Linked DNA regions of Rattus norvegicus: regions 2 and 3 are each linked to region 1. The links are chromatin contacts, called in public Hi-C maps. All regions are on one chromosome and are shown on one strand. The core of a region is the stretch at or near the end of the contact, and the rest is flanking DNA. Distances in the headings are between cores, read along the strand shown.

What was found. A called contact is a pair of places that touch in the nucleus more often than the background predicts.
Region 2: a Hi-C map of liver shows a contact between it and region 1, with 5 times the contacts expected there. The contact joins the enhancer-like site here to the promoter of Nrg1 in region 1. A contact is called at or near these places in 9 of 12 Hi-C or Micro-C datasets (the A7r5 cell line, frontal cortex, hepatocytes and 5 more).
Region 3: a Hi-C map of the A7r5 cell line shows a contact between it and region 1, with 7 times the contacts expected there. The contact joins the enhancer-like site here to the promoter of Nrg1 in region 1. A contact is called at or near these places in 2 of 12 Hi-C or Micro-C datasets (the A7r5 cell line and mammary epithelial cells).

The regions. Positions count from the first base shown.
Region 1 is chr16:66,810,828-66,814,545 of GRCr8, reverse strand. Nrg1 (neuregulin 1) reads right to left here and starts at 1,904. Exons shown (of 12, transcript NM_001271129.3): 1 at 1,408-1,904. The coding sequence starts at 1,507.
Region 2 is chr16:67,322,665-67,326,382 of GRCr8, reverse strand. No RefSeq gene overlaps it. Among named protein-coding and RNA genes, the nearest start is that of Fut10, 340 kb to the left of the region's middle. Within about 2 kb of position 1,797, at least 8 of the 93 cell types and tissues checked have an H3K27ac peak or open chromatin away from gene starts, as enhancers often do. A contact at or near this core is called in the A7r5 cell line, kidney and liver, where this site is marked.
Region 3 is chr16:66,547,734-66,551,451 of GRCr8, reverse strand. It overlaps a transcript of Nrg1 not described here. Among named protein-coding and RNA genes, the nearest start is that of Nrg1, 260 kb to the left of the region's middle. Within about 2 kb of position 1,786, at least 49 of the 93 cell types and tissues checked have an H3K27ac peak or open chromatin away from gene starts, as enhancers often do. A contact at or near this core is called in the A7r5 cell line, where this site is marked.

The DNA of each region.
Region 1 (3,718 bases), core at 655-3,154:
CTATGATGACATTAACCCAGATCCCTGTTGTTCCGTACTTTGTTGAGTACAATGTTGCAGTTAATCTCCAAAATATACAGTAAATATTGGGAAAACATCCGTCTACCTTCAGGAAGGCTCACGCGGGGTAATTAAGGTGAAACAGATCAGCAGCGCCTTTTAAGCGGGCCAGTGGCTAAACAATTACTCTCTGTTCGGTTTCTGTTTTGTTCTAAACCTTACTTAGGGTCCCTGCCAACAACCCAGGTTCTGAAATGCTGAGCGAATCCAAGGAGCGCACTAAGAAAATGTGGTTTGTTTTCTTCCTGCACGGAGCAGATATTTCTGCTTATCTCCTTTAGGCACAGACTGCACAAGTGTTGTTAATTTCCCTGAAGTACTTCACAATGTGTGTTGGGGATGCTCTAAGAGTCACAAGGCATCCAGATCCACTGTAGGGGACTGCAGAGGGACGGTAAAGACCCTCTCAGGCGCCACCCCTTAAGCATCTATTTAATAACTCTGACAAGTTTTGGTCACAGGCGACCTTTTATACCTCTTCTGACCAAGTCAATGTAATAGCCTTCCCTTGAGATATCTAGGGTGGCAGTGGCCTTTAGATTGCGCTCCGACGGTGGATTAAAAAGATCTGGTAACAAAAAAACCTTAACTCCCCCCACCCCTTTTTCATTCCATATATAATCGGTAAGCAATGGGGTTCAAAACCTGGGGTAAATTGTTCCTTTCTGACGTCTCTTGGGAAACTAAACTAGCCATCTTTTATCAGGGCAACCCTGAAAACTTCAACAGCTGAAGCCAAATTTATTCAGAGCGGACCTGAATCTTGGCACCGGGTCAGGTTCTGCGTGCTTCGCTGACCTTTAGGAATCCCTCTCAGCCGCTCTGGCTTTCTCTATCGCCGCACGCAATCAGAGCGATCCTAGGCTCGCACAGCGGCTGTCCAACCGCTTCCCTCCGCCCACCTCGCGGACGCCCGGGCGCCCACACCACCCTTTCCCCGACCACCCTCCGCGCAGCCCGGGCCCAGGCGGAGGGGCGCAGGCTCTCGAACCCAGAGCCGGTTCCCGCTTCTCTCGCTAGAGGGCAGACCCGGCCCGCTCAAAGTCCTCGGGCCGCAGGGCACGCGCAGCCCGTAGGGATCCCGCAATCGGAGCCCCACTCCCGGGCTGGGCTCCGCGATTGACGCGGGGACCGAGGGCAGAGCCCGGGAGCGCGGCGCACAGCCGACCCCAAGGGCCCCGGAGGGATGACCAGCAGGCTCGGGGTGCGGGAAGCGCACGGGCACCAGGTGGAGGCAGCCCCCGCACCGCAGCTCGGGGACCGGGTCAGGCGCCAAGAGAGCTGAGCAGGGACGCACGGGACCAGAGTAGGTGCCCGCCTGGGAGCAGCGGAGCGGCTGGCACTCACCTGGGCTCGGGTCGCCCTCGGCGGGCCCGGGCTTCCCGCGGGATCCCCGGTCCTTCTTCTTGCCCTTCCCCTTGCCTCTGCCTTCTTTGCGCTCAGACATCTCGCCGAAGATGAGCGCTCTACGCGGACCCGGTTGGGTGACGGTGACGCGCGACAAGTTTGGTCCAAGGGCTTGCAGAAAAGTTTGTCCCAGGAGGGGAAGAGCCAGTGGCCGGGCTGCTCGGGAGGCGTCGCCTGTCGCCTGCAGGAAGCAGCGTGGACTCGATCACCTGGAGCGTCCGCTCAGTCTGGAGTGGCTCGGAGCTGCTCTAGTGTCCCGGGTCCCTCCGCTGCCGGCTCTGGAGTGGCCTCGCTTCGGTGGCTTGTCTCGCTCTCTTACAGCCCGAAGAGGGAAAGGTGATCACAATCCGGTCTGCGCTCGCATCTCCCGGCAGCTGCGGCCGCTGCGCTGCGCTCGGCTCCTGCTGCCCGCGCGGTCCGGAGTTCCCACAAGTTTTGGGGAAGTCCTAGCCGGCTCTTTTTCAATTGCCCGCAGGTTGGACGCAGGCGCCTCCTTCGCACCCTCCCCTCGCCTCGCCCCCTCCCTCTTCCCCACCACACCCCCACCCCGAGGCGCAGACACGCCACCGGGAGGAGCCTGAGCTGGGCGATCGCGGCTCAGCCCCTTTCTTCTGGCAGCCCGGCCAAGCTGGGGGCGGCCGAGCCCAGCGGCTGCCGGGAACTCCCGACAGGGGTCGCTGGAAGCTGCGCTGACACTGCCACAGCCGCCGCCAGACCGAACGGAGCAGTCTGGAGAGCCCTGGAAGGGACGCTGGTGCTAGCAGTCCCTGGCAGGCTGCTGAGCTGATCCAAGCCTTGAAAAGTGCGTGGTAGGGGAAGTGAAGGGTGGAAGATGGAGAAAAGTTTGTAACTGTAGCACCTGCTCCACAATGATTGCTCTGGAGACCTGGAATCCCAGGGAGGGGGAGGAACAATTGCTATTTCCCAGAAGGGTTCAGAGTTCATTTCTCTCTGTTTTAGGGAAGTTTCTCTCTGGCACTAAGGGCGAAGGTGCAGTCTGGGGTGGAACGGAGTTTGAGGTACTGAGGAAGGGTTCTGTGAACTTCAAGCATGAACAGTTTGCACTGATGTACCATCAGCCACTTGAGCACGTGTCTGCCTTCCTGTGCCTAATAGCATGACTATTGGATTTCCCATCTCCATTTTAAATACTCACTCTAGCTTCTTCCTAAGCACAGATATCTCTTTCTACAACTTAATTTCCAAAAGAACTAATGAGCCATAATTCACCATCGACAGTAACGAGTCTAAGGTGTGTCGGTAGGGTCAGATCCTCGAGTGAGGGAGTGAGTTGGGACCGTAGAACAATGAACTGTGTAGTCCAGATCTTTAGTTCATTAATGCCACACACACACACACACACACCCCTATTAGACTTTCTGAGAACTGCTAGTGAATTCTAGTTTTCCTGTATCCAGGTAGAGAACTCTGAGGAGGAGTCAGAGGCCAGAGTAGTCCGCACCAAGAAGTGATTCACATTGGTCTCCGTGTAGAGACACTGTCATCAACACACACACTTGTGGCCAACTTAGCCTGCTCATTTACAGTGGTATAGAGTTGTGGTTGAGAAACAGCTCACACCAACGATCAATACTCTACAGCTATCCCACTTTCAGGGTGATTTGGCTCCTTCCTTTTGACTTCCTGGAGTTAACACTAACAGACCCATTGCTGTCTACAGCTTTCTCTGTGTTCTCTGGCTGCCATGATCTAAAGAAAGGTGAAATCCAGAGTACACCTTTCACACATGGGTGGGAAGGGAAGTGGGCAAGGTGTTCACTTAAATCGTCTTAAGAATCATTTATATATTACTTTAACGTTCCCAGGACTAAGAATCAAACTCTGTGAGATGGGTGCAATTGTTACGATATCTCTATAGTACTGACATGGTTTTTTATTCTAAACCTTTAGCGTCCAGACCTCTTGGTAGCCTTCCAGCAAATACCACATACCAATCTCCCTGTGCCAAACAAGCAGCAGAACCCCAGGAAAGTTTCTGACTCTAGGAAAAGCACTGCTCAGCTTTTCAGAGTGGAGGGGAAGTGGCCCCAGAGCCGGCCGGAATAACTCCGTTTTCCCAGGAGGGGCCACTGCTCAGCCAGCAAGGGGCAGCAAGCAGCTGAGAGTAGAAACCTTTTCAGTTCACAGGGTTGTTTGTCTGGAGGATGTGAGGCAGTTAGAGAGCTGAGATTTACTAACCCCATGTCGTCAAAACACCAGCATTTTAGAACCCAAGGACCGGAAAACAAAC
Region 2 (3,718 bases), core at 548-3,047, 510 kb before region 1:
CAGTCCATGTATAGTCTTTGGGTAGTGACTTAGTCCCTGGAAGCTCTGGTTGCTTGGCATTGTTGTTCATAAGGGAAGTCCCTTCTTGATGAATAGCACCAGACATGAGGCTTGATCCTTACCTGGTGGACCGCTGTGAAAAAGTGAGGGGTAGTTCTTTCCCCTTTCTTTTTTTGGATGGGAAGGGCAGTTCTTCTAAAGGATTTTGTATATTGGACTCTCTTCAAAAATAGGAAGAGATCCACGTTAACCTTAACATAGACCCTTCACCAGGCTTTCATTTTGTCAGAATGTTGAGCCATACAAAGAAAAACATGTAAAGAGTCCTCATCCAGAATAATGCACAGAAGCTGGGGAGATGGCCCAGTTGGTAACCTGTTGGCTCGGCAGGCAAAAAAGACCCCAGTCCCTGTGTGAAATAGCCAAGCGAGGTGAGGTGGTACACACTTGTATTTCCAGCATTGGCAAGGTGAGAACAGGCAATCTCTGGGGCTTGGCAGCCAGCCAGGCTCACCTACCATGTGAATACTAGACCAGTGAGAGACCCTGTTTTAAAGGCACTGTGCATGGTGCTTGAGAAATAACACCAGAGACTGTCCTTTAGTTTGCATATGCAGATGTATGCATGAACACATTATCACACCAGAGTAAGGCATAACCCTACTGAGGATGCACACAGAAAGGTCAAAGAAGCTGATAGAATTGCTTCATGGAATGGCTTTTTCCCTTTCAGGATGCATCCCATTGTTTCTATATTTTTATGTGCCCCATTAGCAGACGAATAATGGAAATAATAGTTTTCTCTCAGTACCAATGACTGCTCACGTGTGAGCCTCGTATTTGCTTTAACCCCCAGCTTCTGTGACCAGGAAAAGTAGAACAGTGAGTTGGTTTGTGGGGAATGCACAATTAGCCACGTGACCTATGAGACAGCTTAGGTCTGATCTTCATATAATTTTACATGCTTTTGTTTGTCATGCAACGGGGTTACATGGAAGTTCTTTCACAGCACCCCCCCCAGCACCAGTATTTAAATGCATTCCCCAAAGCTTACATGGAATTCTAAGTGGCATATTAAATATGTCTACTGTGCCACAAGTGGAGAGAAACTAGTGGATGGCTTTGTTGTGCTGTATGTCTGACACCAAGTTACTTTTTCAGGCTATTGACTCATTCAGGGTCCTATAATCTCATGGACCTCATCAACAGAAGGAGAATTATTGCCAAAGACTATGTCAGTAAGGGAAGGTATGTAGACATTTTGTAAATACTTGATAGGGTCCACCCCCATCCCCCCTCAGACTATATCTTTGCTTGGCTACTGACAGAATTTGTGCTTTGGATTGAATTTTAAACCTGGTTCTTAACGTTCAAAAACAGAGCTCGTGATTATGAGAGAGATAGCCAATCAGGGATATTTTCTTAAGAATGAGTTGCCTACTTTCTGCTGCTCCCTGGCATGAGAGACACATTCTTTGCAATTCACAGCATTGTACATTCCAAACGTGCTTGGTCACTCATTAATTATTCTCAGGAAAAGTGGTCAAAGTTCCTGTTGTCCTCCTTTGGATGATAATGGTAGAACAGTAAGGAACAAATCTCCGGATGCATAGCAGTTAAGCAGTGCCTGATAGGACGACGCCTCTGGGAAATGAGAACAGAGCCTGTGGTGCTTCCGTGGAAGAGGGGCCAGCTTGAGGGGACACACGACCTCTGAGCATTCCTATTCCAACCTTGCAAACTCAAACCGTAGGGCAGAATCGATCAGACATCTTGAACTGCCTGTTTGCTTGTGAGATCCATGTGGCTTGCACAGGGAGGGCTTGCAGCAGCCATTGGAAGCGAACGTTTGGAGACTGTCAAAGCTGGACTTTGAGTGTGATGAAATCAAAGTGACAGACTTCTGTCAGTTCTGGGAAAAAATGTAGAGAAAAAAGGTGAATGTAGAAAGGTAGAGATGTAAAGGTGAACATTAGATTAAAAAATACTATGTGAAGATTATCTTTCTATATGTACTTTTAAAAAAAATGTTTCCCAGTAACTTAAACTGGGAACTAAGACTGTTTAATTTGTTACTTTATGGTAGGAAAGTCACTTGATCATGTAGTTAAACATTATATATCATTATGTATTCAATTATTGTAGGCTGAAAACAGTACGTATGTTTTTTTTCTTTTCTTTCTTTTTTTTATTAACTTGAGTATTTCTTATATACATTTCGAGTGTTATTAACTTGAGTATTTCTTATATACATTTCGAGTGTTATTCCCTTTCCCGGTTTCTGGGCAAACATCCCCCTCCCCTTCCCCTTCTTTATGGGTATTCCCCTCCCCATCCTACCCCCATTGCCGCCCTCCCCCCAACAATCTAGTTCACTGGGGGTTCAGTCTTAGCAGGACCCAGGGCTTCCCCTTCCACTGGTGCTCTTACTAGGATATTCACTGCTACCTATGAGGTCAGAGTCCAGGGTCAGTCCATGTATAGTCTTCAGGTAGTGGCTTAGTCCCTGGAAGCTCTGGTTGCTTGGCATTGTTGTACATATGGGGTCTCGAGCCCTTTCAAGCTCTTCCAGTTCTTTCTCTGATTCCTTCAACGGGGGGTCCTGTTCTTAGTTCAGTGGTTTGCTGCTGGCATTCGCCTCTGTATTTGCTGTATTCTGGCTGTGTCTCTCAGGAGCGATCTACATCCGGCTCCTGTCGGTCTGCACTTCTTTGCTTCATCCATCTAGTCCAATTGGGTGGCTGTATATGTATGGGCCAAATGTGGGACAGGCTCTGAATGGGTGTTCCTTCAGTCTCTGTTTTAATCTTTGCCTCTCCCTTCCCTGCCAAGGGTATTCTTTTTCCTCATTTAAAGAAGGAGTGAAGCATTCACATTTTGATCATCCGTCTTGAGTTTCGTTTGTTCTAGGGATCTAGGGTAATTCAAGCATTTGGGCTAATAGCCACTTATCAATGAGTGCATACCATGTATGTCTTTCTGTGATTGGGTTAGTTCACTCAGGATGATATTTTCCAGTTCCAACCATTTGCCTACGAATTTCATAAACTCGTTGTTTTTGATAGCTGAGTAATATTCCATTGTGTAGATGTACCACATTTTCTGTATCCATTCCTCTGTTGAAGGGCATCTGGGTTCTTTCCATTTTCTGGCTATTATAAATAAGGCTGCAATGAACATAGTGGAGTACGTGTCTTTTTATATGTTGGGGCATCTTTTGGGTATATGCCCAAGAGAGGTATAGCTGGATCCTCAGGCAGTTCAATGTCCAATTTTCTGAGGAACCTCAAGACTGATTTCCAGAATGGTTGTACCAGTTTGCAATCCCACCAACAATGGAGGAGTGTTCCTCTTTCTCCGCATCCTCGACAGCATCTGCTGTCACCTGAGTTTTTGATCTTAGCCATTCTCACTGGTGTGAGGTGAAATCTCAGGGTTGTTTTGATTTGCATTTCCTTTATGACTAAAGATGTTGAACATTTCTTTAGGTATTTCTCAGCCATTCGGCATTCCTCAGCTGTGAATTCTTTGTTTAGCTCTGAACCCCATTTTTTAATAGGGTTATTTGTCTCCCTGTGGTGTAACTTCTTGAGTTCTTTGTATATTTTGGATATAAGGCCTCTATCTGTTGTAGGATTGGTAAAGATCTTTTCCCAATCTGTTGGTTGCCGTTTTGTCCTAACCACAGTGTCCTTTGCCTTACAGAAGCTTTGCAGTT
Region 3 (3,718 bases), core at 537-3,036, 260 kb after region 1:
ACTTCCAGAGCTTGTGGGACAAAGAGAGGCTCAGAAAGACAGAGAGACTGGCTCACAACTGCACTGGGAAAGTGGACTGACCCTGGGTGTGGTGAGGGAGAGGGCGCAGAGAGAATGTATCTCGTGGGTCAGGGTTTCTCTATCTTTTCATCTTCCAAAAGTTAACTATTTCATTTATAAATTAATCCAAGAACAACAAGGCGAATTAGCGCAGTGACGTAGAACGGTATAAACCCTGATCCCCGTCATTAACTCTCCTAGAGGTGGAAGAGAAGCGAGGTTAACTCAGGAGTTAGAGCTTTATGACGCACTGCTTTTGTATCCATTAGCTTTTATATATTTTTAAAAATCTGATTTATTTTACATAGTTTTAAGTGCGCATATTGAAGTCATGTGAAGCATTGGTGAAAAATTCCAGAAAATCATATGTGAAGACTTATGCATGTTTACTACAGAAAAGATAAACGTGGCTATGCACATTTTCTTCCTCATGTCTGTGTGTGCCTCTGTGTGTGTGTGTGTGTGTGTGTGTGTGTATGAGTGTGTGCACACTAGCTTATTTGTGAAAGAAATGCATAAAGATTAGGGGAAAGGGCAAATGTATTTTGGCAATAAAGATTCATGACAGAATTGTAAATGTGAGAATTCAAACCTTCACATATAAATAAAACACTAAAAATAGGAAGAGAACAAATTAAAGTGTATACGCGACTTTAGCTTATAAGCCACTAAAAACATAATGCGGCTCTCCCTAGGAATGCCAACAGAGATTTAGATTGTTTCTAAATGACCAGAGCACAAAAGGATGTCCAGTACATAACTACTACCTGATGGACAGTCGGTAACCACAACTCTCCTTTTTAGCAACGAAAACAAGATGAGATAAATGTATTCCCTAAGAATCCACTGGTTTTACTGTGACATATTGCATAGAAACAGTCTGACCACCACGCTGTGATTATTTACAACCCGAGAATGAGGCACAATCGCAAAGGCAGACCCCATTTGTATTTACCCCAACACGACAGAGGCTTTTTGGTTTACTTAATTATTGCTAAGATTCTGAGCATGTGAGCTAAAACACCTAGGGCAGCATAATCTTCCAAAGGCGGCTCTTTGTCCCTGTTTTTGATGCTTCTCAAAAGTTAATCCTGCCTACCAATCAGGAAAGGAAGCAGGCCTGTTACTCCACTTTGCATCAGCATCCATCCCGGGGGTTGACGGAACACACCCTCTAAGCATCTCACAGCTTTAGGTCCGCCTGTAACTACAACTCATTCGAAATTCTCATTCTAGTTTTCTGCAGAGGCAGCAACACAGCCACAGAGTATAGATAAGAGAGAGTCTTTACCTTTATTTTTAAAAGAGGTTAAAAAAATCATTTCGTGTCTGTTTTTCATGTATCCACAGAGAGGTGGTTAAAACTCCGTAGGAGGTTTGCCTGCCGAGCTGCCTCTGTGGGCCGGGCTTCGTTTACAAAGAAGCAAAAGGAAAAAAAAAAAAAGAAAGAAAGAAAGAAAGAAAAAGAAAAAAAGAAGAAACAACAACAATAACAAGAACCACGAATTTAGAATCTGTTCAAACCCGTGTTTTGTGGACTGTGATGAATGGCATATTGCCTTGGTAATGTCTTTCTGTCTCAGGTTCCCAGCAGCAGAGCCCACCATGATTGGCTCCACCCAAGGGACGCGGATCTCGGGATTCCCTCCTAGCTAGCAGCAGTGACATCACCGCCACTCCTCAGCGGCGCAGGGCTGGCGCGGGAGGAGCGCCGGGAGGGGCGTTGTTGGGGTTTCCAGGGAAACACTGCAGCAGATGGCTAGCCTCTAGGAGCCAGAACGACACATCTGCAGCGCGGCTGGTGGGGAGGATATTTTTGGAAAATCTCTGCTCTCTGAGGTCCGGCTAGTTCTGATATTTTCACCTCCATGCCTTTCAACCAGCAGGCTTATTTCTTCCAGAGTTCTTTTATTTCTGGAAACGGGGCTTTCTATTTTTACAGCAGGAGCCGAGTCAGAAGGGACCCCAAGCTACCAACCAATCTTAAACTTCCATATGCCCCAGTTTTCTTTCTAATTCACCGGGCCCTCCTCGCCAGTTACATTATGCATTCTGTCAAGGTGATTCACGGAATACAAGGGCAAATGTTGCTAAGGTAACAGGATTGAAAACCTGTCTGCCGGAAGCAGAAGCGTTCTAACCTGGGGTTTCCCTCATTTGCATTTTAAGACTCCTCGGCTGCTGCTTCCATTCAAGCCTAGTCCTTGTGGCAAGAAAAAGACACATTTTAAAATAGTGATTGCTACCTGAGGGTCAGTAAGCAACTTGTAACACTGCGAGCTTAATAAATGCAAGATAATTATCAGCTGCTAAACATTTCCAGCTCCTTGGTGGGTGAACCAATGCCTGGAAGAACACGCCCATCTCCTCCACTTTCACATTTTAAAACCGAGAGGAAGGATTTCCCTTTTCTCTTTTCTTCCAGAATTGCCCTTGACAGTATTTTCCAAGGTTAAACTTTGCCTCTCTCTTATTCCTGGTAATTTAGGACATCTCACTCCACATTCTCAACAAAGGAGATGTTGGATCTAGTCGCTTCTGAAGTGAGAAAACCGGTGCCTTAGGATGAGAGAATTTCAGGAATGTTGATGTTAGTAAAGCCTGAAACAAACAGGCTCTCGGAGGTACCCATTCACTCCCTGAAGCAACTTGAACAAAACAACTGCTTAGGATTTCATCCCTGAACTTAATGCAAACCAGATGTAATTCCAATAAGCCACAATAATCAGTTAGTCGAAGAGACAGCATCTTACGCACTTGTTTCTTCGTAAAGGAGGGGGGGGGGAGAGAATTGCACCATAATTCTCTCAAATGAAACAGATCAAGCATTTCATAGTGTTTGACCCATATTAAAGGGCTTCTACCTACACTCAAATCTGCACAAACAGAGAAACTGTTTGTAAAATAAAGCAACAGTTTCCCAGTGGATTTTTAGCATCTGAAGGACAGCAAACTGGGCAACGTGAAGCAGAAGGGAGAAGGCTGGAGTAAAATGACAGCATTTAGGCAGTGGGGTCTGAACTCTTGGTGGCGTGTTTCCAAGATTTGGAACTGATTTTGTTAATGGTGGTGTCCCTTTTAGTCTTGAAGCCTAGGTACTTTCTTCTCTTCACTTTCCCTGAGCCAAAGTTGCATAAAGATCATCCCCAGGAAAGTGAAGCTGATAGAGTAGCTACTTGAGAATAGTGTTGTTCCTCTGGGTGACACTTTCTGACCTATGCGATGAGACTCAGGATTGGTGTTGAATGATTAACTCAGGGGTGAATTTCTGCACCATGACGAGAACGCTCATAAACATTCCAAGGGACCGTGACTTCTATGAGATCATCGACATTTTAGTGTGTGCTTGAAAACCATGCTTCTGATTATTTAAGAAGCCAAAGCTGCCAATGTATTCACTCACAGTGCCAAGTACCTAATAAATTAGAGTCTAACACCACCAGCACTGGGTATAGAAGAAGATATCAGGGGTGGGGGGGGTTCCTGATAGGAAGTGGTTGTTTCCAAGATTTGAATTTTGATTCCGGATAAGGGCTTTGAACATTGAGTGATCTTGCTTCTCTTGTCTAGATTAAACTGATAAGTCCGTGACCACGAGGGTGAGGTTTGTTCTTCCTTCTTCAACACTGAGCATCTTGGTACATAAGATAAAGAACTG